Linked DNA regions of Mus musculus: region 2 is linked to region 1. A link is a contact called in public Hi-C data. All regions are on one chromosome and are shown on one strand. The core of a region is the stretch at or near the end of the contact, and the rest is flanking DNA. Distances in the headings are between cores, read along the strand shown.

Evidence for each region. Hi-C and Micro-C count contacts between places; a contact is called where the count stands out from the background.
Region 2: a contact with region 1 is called in a Hi-C map of the G1E-ER4 cell line, with 6 times the contacts expected there. The contact joins two enhancer-like sites. A contact is called at or near these places in 3 of 484 Hi-C or Micro-C datasets (the G1E-ER4 cell line, cerebellar granule neurons and cerebellum) and 1 of 115 datasets of contacts at active chromatin or transcription factors (astrocytes).

The regions. Positions count from the first base shown.
Region 1 is chr17:29,689,777-29,694,753 of GRCm38.p6, forward strand. Cmtr1 (cap methyltransferase 1) reads left to right here. Exons shown (of 24, transcript NM_028791.6): 11 at 119-215; 12 at 532-664; 13 at 1,469-1,648; 14 at 4,472-4,528. Gm28043 (predicted gene, 28043) reads left to right here. Exons shown (of 28, transcript NR_132314.1): 16 at 119-215; 17 at 532-664; 18 at 1,469-1,648; 19 at 4,472-4,528. Among named protein-coding and RNA genes, the nearest start is that of Ccdc167, 25 kb to the right of the region's middle. Within about 2 kb of position 3,150, at least 19 of the 459 cell types and tissues checked have an H3K27ac peak or open chromatin away from gene starts, as enhancers often do. A contact at or near this core is called in the G1E-ER4 cell line, where this site is marked.
Region 2 is chr17:30,084,155-30,088,791 of GRCm38.p6, forward strand. All of the region lies in intron 2 of Zfand3 (zinc finger, AN1-type domain 3), which reads left to right. Among named protein-coding and RNA genes, the nearest start is that of Zfand3, 81 kb to the left of the region's middle. Within about 2 kb of position 3,112, at least 9 of the 459 cell types and tissues checked have an H3K27ac peak or open chromatin away from gene starts, as enhancers often do. A contact at or near this core is called in the G1E-ER4 cell line, where this site is marked.

The DNA.
Region 1 (4,977 bases), core at 1,900-4,399:
TGGCTACCATATTACTCTGATCGGTCGGATGGTGGTCGGATGGTGGCCCCGATGAAGCTTAGGTAGGCTGTGCTTCTCAGCCCTTAGTGTCTGTCTCTGGCCTTGTGCTCTGTTTCAGGGCTTCTCTGTGGAGGGGCAGGAGAACCTGCAGGAGATCCTCAGCAAGCAGCTGCTGCTGTGCCAGTTCCTCATGGCCCTGTCTGTTGTCCGCACAGGTGATGTTTCCCCAGCTCCATCCTCTCCAAGGACCCACTGAGACCCTGCTTATAGCTGATAAGTACAGGGGTTGGTTAAGAAATGTAAAAAAGAAAGAAAAAGAGAGGAGAAAGAAACGTTGTATCAATCAGGTGGCTGACCAGAAGAGGAATACAGGGAGGGAAAGGCAAGAGACACCCCCCCCCCCCAAAAGCACTGTCTACAGCTGGCTGTAGCATAAGTTACCTTGGGCTTGTTGTCTTTACTGTCTGAGGTGAACTCCCCCACATCCTGCAGTAGCCACTGATTGCCCTGGGCATTTTGTCTCCAATCCAGGAGGCCACTTTGTCTGCAAAACCTTTGACCTTTTTACACCGTTCAGTGTGGGCCTCATTTACCTCCTGTACTGCTGCTTTGAACGCGTGTGTCTCTTCAAGCCTATCACCAGCAGGCCTGCCAATTCAGAGCGGTAAGACTTCCTCTCTGTCATATCTGGCTAGTCAGCCATCAGCCGCAAACCCTGTGCTTTTGTCTGGCATGAACTCTCAAACTGTTAGGAACCTTGACTTTGGAGACGTGATTCTCCAGTAGAAGACAGGGTCCTTGGTCTTGAATGGTGCCACCTCCACAGCTGTGTTTACCATGCTTGCATCTGGGATTCTCATGTTGGTCCATGAAGAATGTGACTATTAAGAGAGGGTTTAGGTTGGCAATAGGCAAAGGGGTTGTCATACAGAAGTATGCAGGCATCTGGTGCCCACAGACAACATTAAGAGAAAACAAGGCTGATCGATCCGAATTATCAGGTAGCCTGTTAAAGTGCAGCCTTCGCTGGAGACCTTGATCCACTACGTCTGTTAACAGCCTCTCCAAGTCATGTCTGTTGGTACAGGACAGTGGGGAACACCTCTTAGATGGACATACAGTCTCACATATAAAGAAAAGATCTTATATATTTTATTTTGAGATAGGGTTTTACAGTATAGCCCTGGCTGGCCTGGAACCTACTACATAGATCAGGCTGGCCTTGAGCATAAATAAGATAATCCGATTGCCTGTGCCTCCCAAGGAGGATTTAAGGCATATGCCACCAATTTGTATGAAAAGGAGGGACTTGAGGTAACATTTTTTAAGGCACAGTTTGTGTTGCCCTTTGAACTCAGGCTTAAGGTTGACTAGAAAGACTGTTTAGCTCAGTGACTCCAGCAGCAGGGTGAAGGAATGGGCGGGGAGAAGGCTCTTGCTCCTTGGCGTGACAGGGTATCTCCTGCAGGTATGTGGTGTGCAAAGGGCTGAAGGTGGGCATAGATGATGTTCGGGAATACCTCTTCTCCGTGAATATTAAACTCAACCAGCTTCGGAACACTGAGTCTGATGTCAACCTGGTAGTTCCCTTGATGGTGATCAAAGGAGACCATGAATTTAATGACTACATGATACGCTCTAATGAGAGGTAAGCCACCTGGCTGTCTGCTGGTACTGTTGGGGTGTTAAGGATACCTAGAGAACATTCTGTTATCTGGGTTTGCTCTGCTGGTCCTGTTCCAAGGAGTCAGGTGGGTCCCTGGCTCCAGAGTCCTGCCCACAGGAGTCTGGGACTTACGGGGAAAAGAGAGCCTGAGAAGAGAAGTGGCGGTTGGTGCCTTGAGATTACGTGCAAAAGCAAGGGTAGAGCATGTTCTATAGGAGCCCAAACCTTTGTCAGTTGAGGGGTTCTTCGGTGGGTGTTGGGAAGCTATGTTTCCCCCTTCTTTAATTGATAACCCCCTTCCAATCTTCCACCCTCACCCAGGACTGGAGTTACAGGCAGGGGTGAGCCACACCCCACATTGGTGCTAGGAGCTGAATTTGAGTTTTTTGGTTTTTCAAGACACAGAGAAACCCTGTCTCAAAAAAACAAAACAAAACAGGTTTTTCTTTGTAGCCCTGCCTATCCTAGAACTTGTTCTGTAGACCAGGTTACTTGCTTCTGCCTCCCAAGTACTAGGATTAAAGGTGTGGACCACCCCACTTGGCCACTGAAATGTACTTTTTTTTTTCTTTTTTGGTTTTTCTAGTGCAATGTACATTCTTAACTGGTAAGCCATTTCTCTGGCCATTTCTCCTCTTCAGGCTTTTTTTGTTTTGTTTTGTTTTTTTTCGAGACAGGGTTTCTCTATAGCCCTGGCTGTCCTGGAACTCACTTTGTAGAACAGGCTGGCCTCGAACTCAAAAATCCACCTGCCTCTGCCTTCCAAGTGCTGGGATTAAAGGCGTGCGCCACTACCGCCCGGCCAGACTTTTTTTTTTAATATTTATTTATTTATTTATTTATTTATTTATTTATTTATTTATTTATTTATTTAATGTATAGGAGTACACCATAGTTGTCTTCAGATCCACCAGAAGAGGGCATCAGATCCCATTACAGAAGGTTGTGAGCCACCATGTGGTTGCTGGGAATTGAACTCAGGACCTCTGGAAGAGCAGTCAGTACTCTTAACCGCTGAGCCATCTCTCCAGCCCGACTTTTTTTTTTTAAGTGTTAGTTTTTTGTTTTTGTTTTAGTTTTTTTGTTCTTTTAAATAAGTACTGCATTAAAGGCTCTCCATGTATTTTGGGCATTAATCTCTTACTAGACTTGAATGTGAAATACTGTTTCCTGGTCTGTATTTTCTTTTCACTGTATTATGTCCTTGGTACGGAAGTTTGTAACATCAGTGTGGTCTGGCTTACTCATTTTCTTATTGTACTTCTAGTATGAGGCCTCTCCCTGTGTTTTTTTGTAAATTTATAAGTTTTGCCCATGTGTTGAGATATTTTATTTTTAATTATTTTTTGGATATGGCATTAATTTTTTTCAGATCTTCCAGACCGTCCTTTCTTTATGAAATGGACTTGGCACACTTTCCAAAACTCTTTTGCTACTTGATTAGCAATGCTAATAAACAGTAGTAAATGAGTATTTATTTCTAGGCTTTCTATCTTGTTCCAGGGGCATGTCATCTGTGAAGTGAGATAATTTTATTTCCTTTCCAGGTTGGCTATCTCAAACTTTAAAATTTTGATAATGAGATCCAACTAGGCTTTTTTTCTTCTTCTTCTTTTTTTGGTGAATGATTCATTTTCTTTCCAAAAAGTCTTAGTTTGCGTGCTCTGTGTAGCTCTGGGTGGTTAGAACTTGCTGTCTTCCTGCCTCGGTGATCATCCTGAGTGCTAGGATCACAGTGTCTTCTCTGTCCTTGGTATTTCCTGACACACTGACTCTTCCAAAAGTTCTAGCTTCCTTCCTGGAGCACCAAGTTCCTATTTGCAATCATTCCGTTTCAGCCTGTAGACTTCATTTTAGAGACACTAGCTCTGGCTTTTGTTTATTTAAAACTGCATTTTTTAGGCATCGTGGTGTGCACCAGTAACCCCACCACTCAAGGCAGGAGATTCCTGTACTTCCCCGGACAGGCATGGCTACATAGTGAGACCCAAACTCAAGAAACTCAAGAAACAACATATAAAATATCACAGAAAAGCACGTCTTTTATTTTTGAGGAACATTTGAATTGGATATGGAATTTTTCTTTGACCACTTTAAATTAGACCATTCCACACTTCCTCCTTCCCTTTCTTCTGATGGGAAGCTCACCCTTGGGTTTTAAAAATATTTATTTTCTTTCCTTTTTGTTTTGTGTCTGTGCACATGAGTGCCATTGCCCATAGAAGTCAGAGGCATTGGAAAGCCCTCCCCCCACCACCAGCTGTAGTTCCCGGTGGTTGTGAGCCATTTGATGTGGGTGCCCTTAACCACAGAGCCACTCCAGCTCCCACCATTGGCCTTGTCATTGTCTTCTTGTGTATCATGTGTCGTTTCCTCTGGTTGTTTTCAAGAGGCCAGAGGTTGACATCAGGTTGTCAGTTGCTCTTCACCTTATGTATTAAGGGAGGATCTCTCACTTGACCCTAGAGTTCACCAAACTCACCTAGTCTAGCAAGCCAGCTTGCTTGGGGAGGTGGGCAGCCACCTCCAGAGTGCTGAGATTCCAGGTGAGTTCCCGTGCTCGTCCAGCGTTTATTCAGGTCCTGGGGATGGGCTTTGTTGTTCCTTAGTCAGTTCTTTAAGGGAAGGGGAAGAGCCTTCTCAGCAGGACTTGTGTCTGAGTGTCTCCCGAGTTCCACTCAGTTCTCTTCTGCTGTCTTTGGGCCCCACGGAACTGCTGAGTGGGCCCGCTTACCTCACCGCGACTCCGGTGGCTTCTGCTCTGGCTACTGTGCTGATGTCGATGTGTGTCTTCTTTTTTCCTAGCTACTGCAGCCTACAGATCAAAGCTCTGGCCAAGATCCACGCCTTTGTGCAGGACACGTGAGTGCTGCATGCCCACCGGCTCTTTCTCTTTCCTTTCTTCCTTCCCTCCCTCTCTCCCTCCCTCCCTTCAGGTTTTTGAGACAGATTTCTGTGTAGCCCTGACTGTCCTCATACTCAGAGATCCTCTGCCTGCCTCTGCCACCTGAGCACTGGCATTAAAGGCATGTGCCACCACTGCCTGGTGACAGTCAACTCCTGTTTCTTTAACAGTGATTTAAAGCCACTCTTGTGGGTTCCTTTTGCCTTGTGGAATATCAGCATAGTGACACTTCTTTGAGAACAAAGGAGAAATCAGAATGTGCTGGTGGGTGGAGGGAAGGGCGTGTATAGGGGATGCTGGCCTCCTGGTGGTGCTGGCTACAGTCTGTGGGAAGGGAAGTGATTTCAGTCTATAAGTTCTGAGCTGTCTCTAGAGGCTAGTCCATTGTCGCAGGTGTACTCCTTTA
Region 2 (4,637 bases), core at 1,862-4,361, 390 kb after region 1:
CTTTTAAGTCAGCTCCTCCACGTGTCTGCAGCGTCCAGTGCTGCATATGTATGCCTGATGGCAGTAAATGCCTGGCACCCACCCCAGAAAAACCCATCAGTTGCTACCTAAGAAAAAAATGAAGAGCTCTCAGGGTGGCAGTTTTTATAGGCACCAGGAAGTTGTTAGTCATCACCAGTGTCTCCCATGTACTAGTAATACTGTCTTTGGATACATGGAGGCGTCTTAGCCTGATTTTAGTTGGTAAAAGTAAGTGTCTCTCACTGAGTAAAACGAAACCATATAGACCAGAGCTCTGTCTCCTCAAGAGTTTTGGATAGTGTGCTGGTGGGGCCGTTTTTTCCAATCATTTATTTTCTTACCCTCTGTCAAAATTAATTATTAGAGAAATGGGAAAAATCGCTGAAGAAAGCAGACATACTGCACTGTTGAGCTGTCTGCCCTTTCCTGAGGAGAGCATTCTCCAGCTGTGGTCGGCTTCTCTCAGTGTATAATGTTTAGTTAAAACAAAGGTCCTTCATATTTACCCTGTTATTAAGAAGCCTAACTCATAGCTGTGTCAATGAAAAGATTGTTTTGTAGAGTTTACTACATGCTCAGGGTACAGGGAATATAAAGATAAGAGGTATCTATCCAGTCTACAGTGTTAGTTTGAAAACTACTGGTTGGAGAAATAGACTGAGTTAATTTTCTGTCAAGTGTTAATGTCATATTAGATGAAAATACTCATATTGCTAAAATGTAGAAACTCTAGAGTCCAAGTTCTCAAGGTAGCATTGTTTTGCCCTCACACAGCTGCAGCATTGCCACATTGGTCCGTGTGATTGATGCTTTTCCTCTTAACTGTGAGAGCACATAGGCTTCTCTGTCACTGAGTGTGAACTCGAATGCTGCTCTCCTAGGAAGCTGTGGAAGCATACTCAGTGCGTATCTCCAGTTTGACCTTCTTTGTCTTCTATTCCTGCCCAACTTTGTCCCTCCTGTGGCTTCTCGTTGCATCTGTTGCAAGTTCTGACATCTTCCTCCCTCTGCAGAAATGCTACTGCTCTGAAACATGCTCATTGTGTCTCTGTTTCTGACATGCTGCATTGTTTTTCTTCATGTAATTTAGGCTGTTCTTTTTCTCTCAATAAAGTATTTGTTTATAGTATTTTTTAAATAAATAAAAATATACTACCTTCTAAGTATTTTTTCCCCTCAGCTCCTTGTCTCTTTTGAAACCAGCCTTCATTCAGAGATAGACAAATATTTAATATTAAATATTGATTTGTTTCTGTAGTTCTGACACGTTCTTCCTCTTGCTCATTTAGGATTCGGCCTCTGTTTAGATGCGTAGCTCTTCCTTCTCTCTATTCCTGCACTTATTGAGTATCTGCTCTGTGTTATTGACTCTTGGGTCCTGCATATTGAGCATAAATAAACAGTCTTCTTTGGGACTTTGTGCTTTTCTGCATGTTTTTATAAATTATTTTTGCTGTAATACCTGTGTGCTTGGTGCTACCCAGGAAAGGGTGTCTGATGTCACAGATGGTTGTTAGCTACCATATGGTTACTGGGACTTGAACCTAGGTCTTGAAGAGCTAGCTTCCTTTTAATTACATTTAATTACATTTGCATTTGTTTTAAAAAAGATTTAAACCATTTTCACACTTGAAAAATCAAAATTTTTATAAAATAATGACTAGTTTAACTATATACTTATCACATAACTGTGTTCTTTTGACCTGTGATATTTTTATTCTTGTTAAGAAACTGACAATACTTTTTAAAAGATGGAATGTCACCAGTAAAGATAAATTCATTATTAACTTCCATTGAAATAGGGTAGTCATATCCTTGAGTCAGAAAGACAGTTTGACTTCTTGACTTTTTATTTGTACTTCCTAGGATTGGGTGCTTGTGGCTCAGTTGACAGCTCATGGTGTGTAGGTGTGCGTTCATTTGTTCATTCTGTCAGATAAAAAGCCACATGGTCTTTACAGTGTTGTGATCCTAGAAAGTGATGCTGGGGATGTTATGGTCCCACATTGGAATTTTACGATATTGGAAAAGTCCTGCTTTGTGTTTGGAGGTCTGCTCCCGTGGTTGAGCAAGGAACTTCCTTTATCTTTCCTTCAGGAGCTTCTACTCAAACCATGTTAGTAGACCACCTTGTGTTTGTGTGTGAATGAAAATATTTATGAGCAGGCAGAAGCAGTTAAGTAGCCACTTCTGTGATGGAGAGGGGCTGCTTATTCTATCCTCAGACATTACTTTTCCCCCAGAAATTGCCTGTCACTAACCTCCAGCAACAGAATGACTAATTATGAGTTGGAGTGTTAACATTCTTCACTGTTTTGACGTTGTGTGCTTGGCAGGATGGAGTGCTTTTTTTTTTTTTTTTTAACTTTTTCAGGGTGTCTATATTTATCAAATACATTGTAGATGCCTTTATAATAGTAAATATGTGATTTGTAACTCTAACCTTACAATTTTCATCAATAAAGCACAGCTGCTTAGGTACAAATCAGAATGGATTAAGCAGTTTGTTGTACCTTGTGGCTCCCTAGAGTAATTTCAACAATGAAGATTTACCAGGAGCCTATAGTGCCATGCCAGACTTTTGCAAGTGCAGTTCTGTGGCTAGTAAATATTTATCTTTAGTAGCCAAATGTGAAGCAGGGTTCACAAATTTCGGATGGCTGGTAGATGTTGTTATCTCAGCAGCGAAGGGGTGGTCCGAGATCTAGGATGTCATTGATCTCCAGTTGGTCCCCTGGTTCCGCTTATCAGTGGTGATAGACAGCTGTCGGATCAGTGGAGAGCCAGTGGGAGATGATGTCCTCACAAGGATGGAGATGCCTTGTGAGGCGGTTAGTTCTGTGGGTGCAGCATGTAGCTGTTGACTCTAGTCAGCCCCCCCCCCCCCCCCCCGTGTGTGTGTCTGTCTGTCTGTCTCTCCATCTCTGTCTCCCCACCCCCACCCCCTGACTGCTTTGCCTGCGTGTATGTATATGCGCCATGCCTGGCGACTATGAAAGTCAGAAGAGGGTGCCAGAATCTTCTGGAACTAGAGTTAGAAATGGTTGTAAGCTACTGTGTGAGTAGTGGGGGCCAAACTCTTAAACCATAGAGTCATCTCTGCAGCCCCTCTAGTCAGATTTTATCAATAGTCCCCAACCTCTTGAGGTGACCTGAGTAGAAATACAGTAACCTCTGTTGTATATGGAGGGAACTGTACCTTGTTTGACAGTCTCTCTCTGACTGTAATAATGTAGGGACAGGTATTTTAGGAGAGCATCCTGTTTTCAGCCAGTAAGTCTTCAGCCTGCTCTGCCCTTAGCAGCCCATGCTGTTTGTTTTTTATAATTATGTAATTTGATTTTCCTTTTCTTTTTCCCCTCCCCTTCTCACTCTCCCCTCTTTCTTTCTTTTGAGGAAAAGAGAGAGATCTCTATTGGCTACACTTGTCTCAAGTTCCTTGGCTTAGGCCTGTCTCCTGTTCAGACCGTATAGGCCCTGGATTTCTTATGCACACCATATTGGGTTTGTATTAATGAAAGGTTCTAGAAGAAAAATAAGATTATGGGGCTGGTGAGATTGCTCAACGGATAGGAGCACTTGACCGCTCTTCCAAAGGTCCTGAGTTCAAATCCCAGCAACCACATGGTGGCTCACAACCACCCATAATGAGATCTGATGCCCTTTTCTGGCACATCTGAAGACAGCTGCAGTGTACTTATGTATAATAATAAATAAATCTTAGAAAAAAAAAGAAAAATAAGATTATATTTTGGAAAATGTCTTTAGTAGTGCTCAGCGATAATTGTTAGTCACATTTTTCTATGCTGTAACAGCGAGGGAATTAAATGATTAAGGAATCCAGTTGATATATATTTGTTGAATGTATAGTATGTCCTGGACCTGGTGCTAGGGAACACAAGGAAGAATAAAGCAAGTCTTCTTTGAATGAAATTTGATTATAAAAAACTTAGTGAGTAAAACATAAAGTAATTGGTAGTAAAATGAGAAACAAAAGCTAATTAAAATGTCAAAAAGTTAGAGTATCAAAAATTATCCTAGTTTATACATAGCAGCACTCACAGAAAAGATAAATTTTGAGTTTTTTAAAAAGATATATTTATTTTATGTATATGAGTACACTATTGCTCTCTTCAGACACACCAGAAGAGGCCATCAGATCTCATTACAGATGGTTGTGAGCCACCATGTGGTTGCTGGGATTTGAACTCAGGACCTCTGGAAGAACTGTCAGTGATGTTAACTGCTGAGCCATCTCTCCAGCCCCCAAATTTCATTTTTTAAAAAAATGTTTTTATTCAGTTTAAAATCCACTGCTCCCAGCATCCCTCACGCAAGTCCTCCCTCCATCCCACGTTCCCCTTGTGTTTTGAGAAGGGGAACTCCCCCTCTGGGCTCTGGATGTCACTTCTGCACTCCCTGTCCCTCCTCCTTCCCCCCAACAAGTTGCTGTGTCACATCTTCTCCCACTGAGGCCAGACAAGGCTTCTATTTAGGGGCATGGGATCCACAGGCAAACATGTAGACAACAGGCTTAGGGACAGCCCCTGCTACAGTTGTTGGGGGACCCACATGAAGACCAAGTTGCTCATCTGCTACATATGTGCAGGGGACGT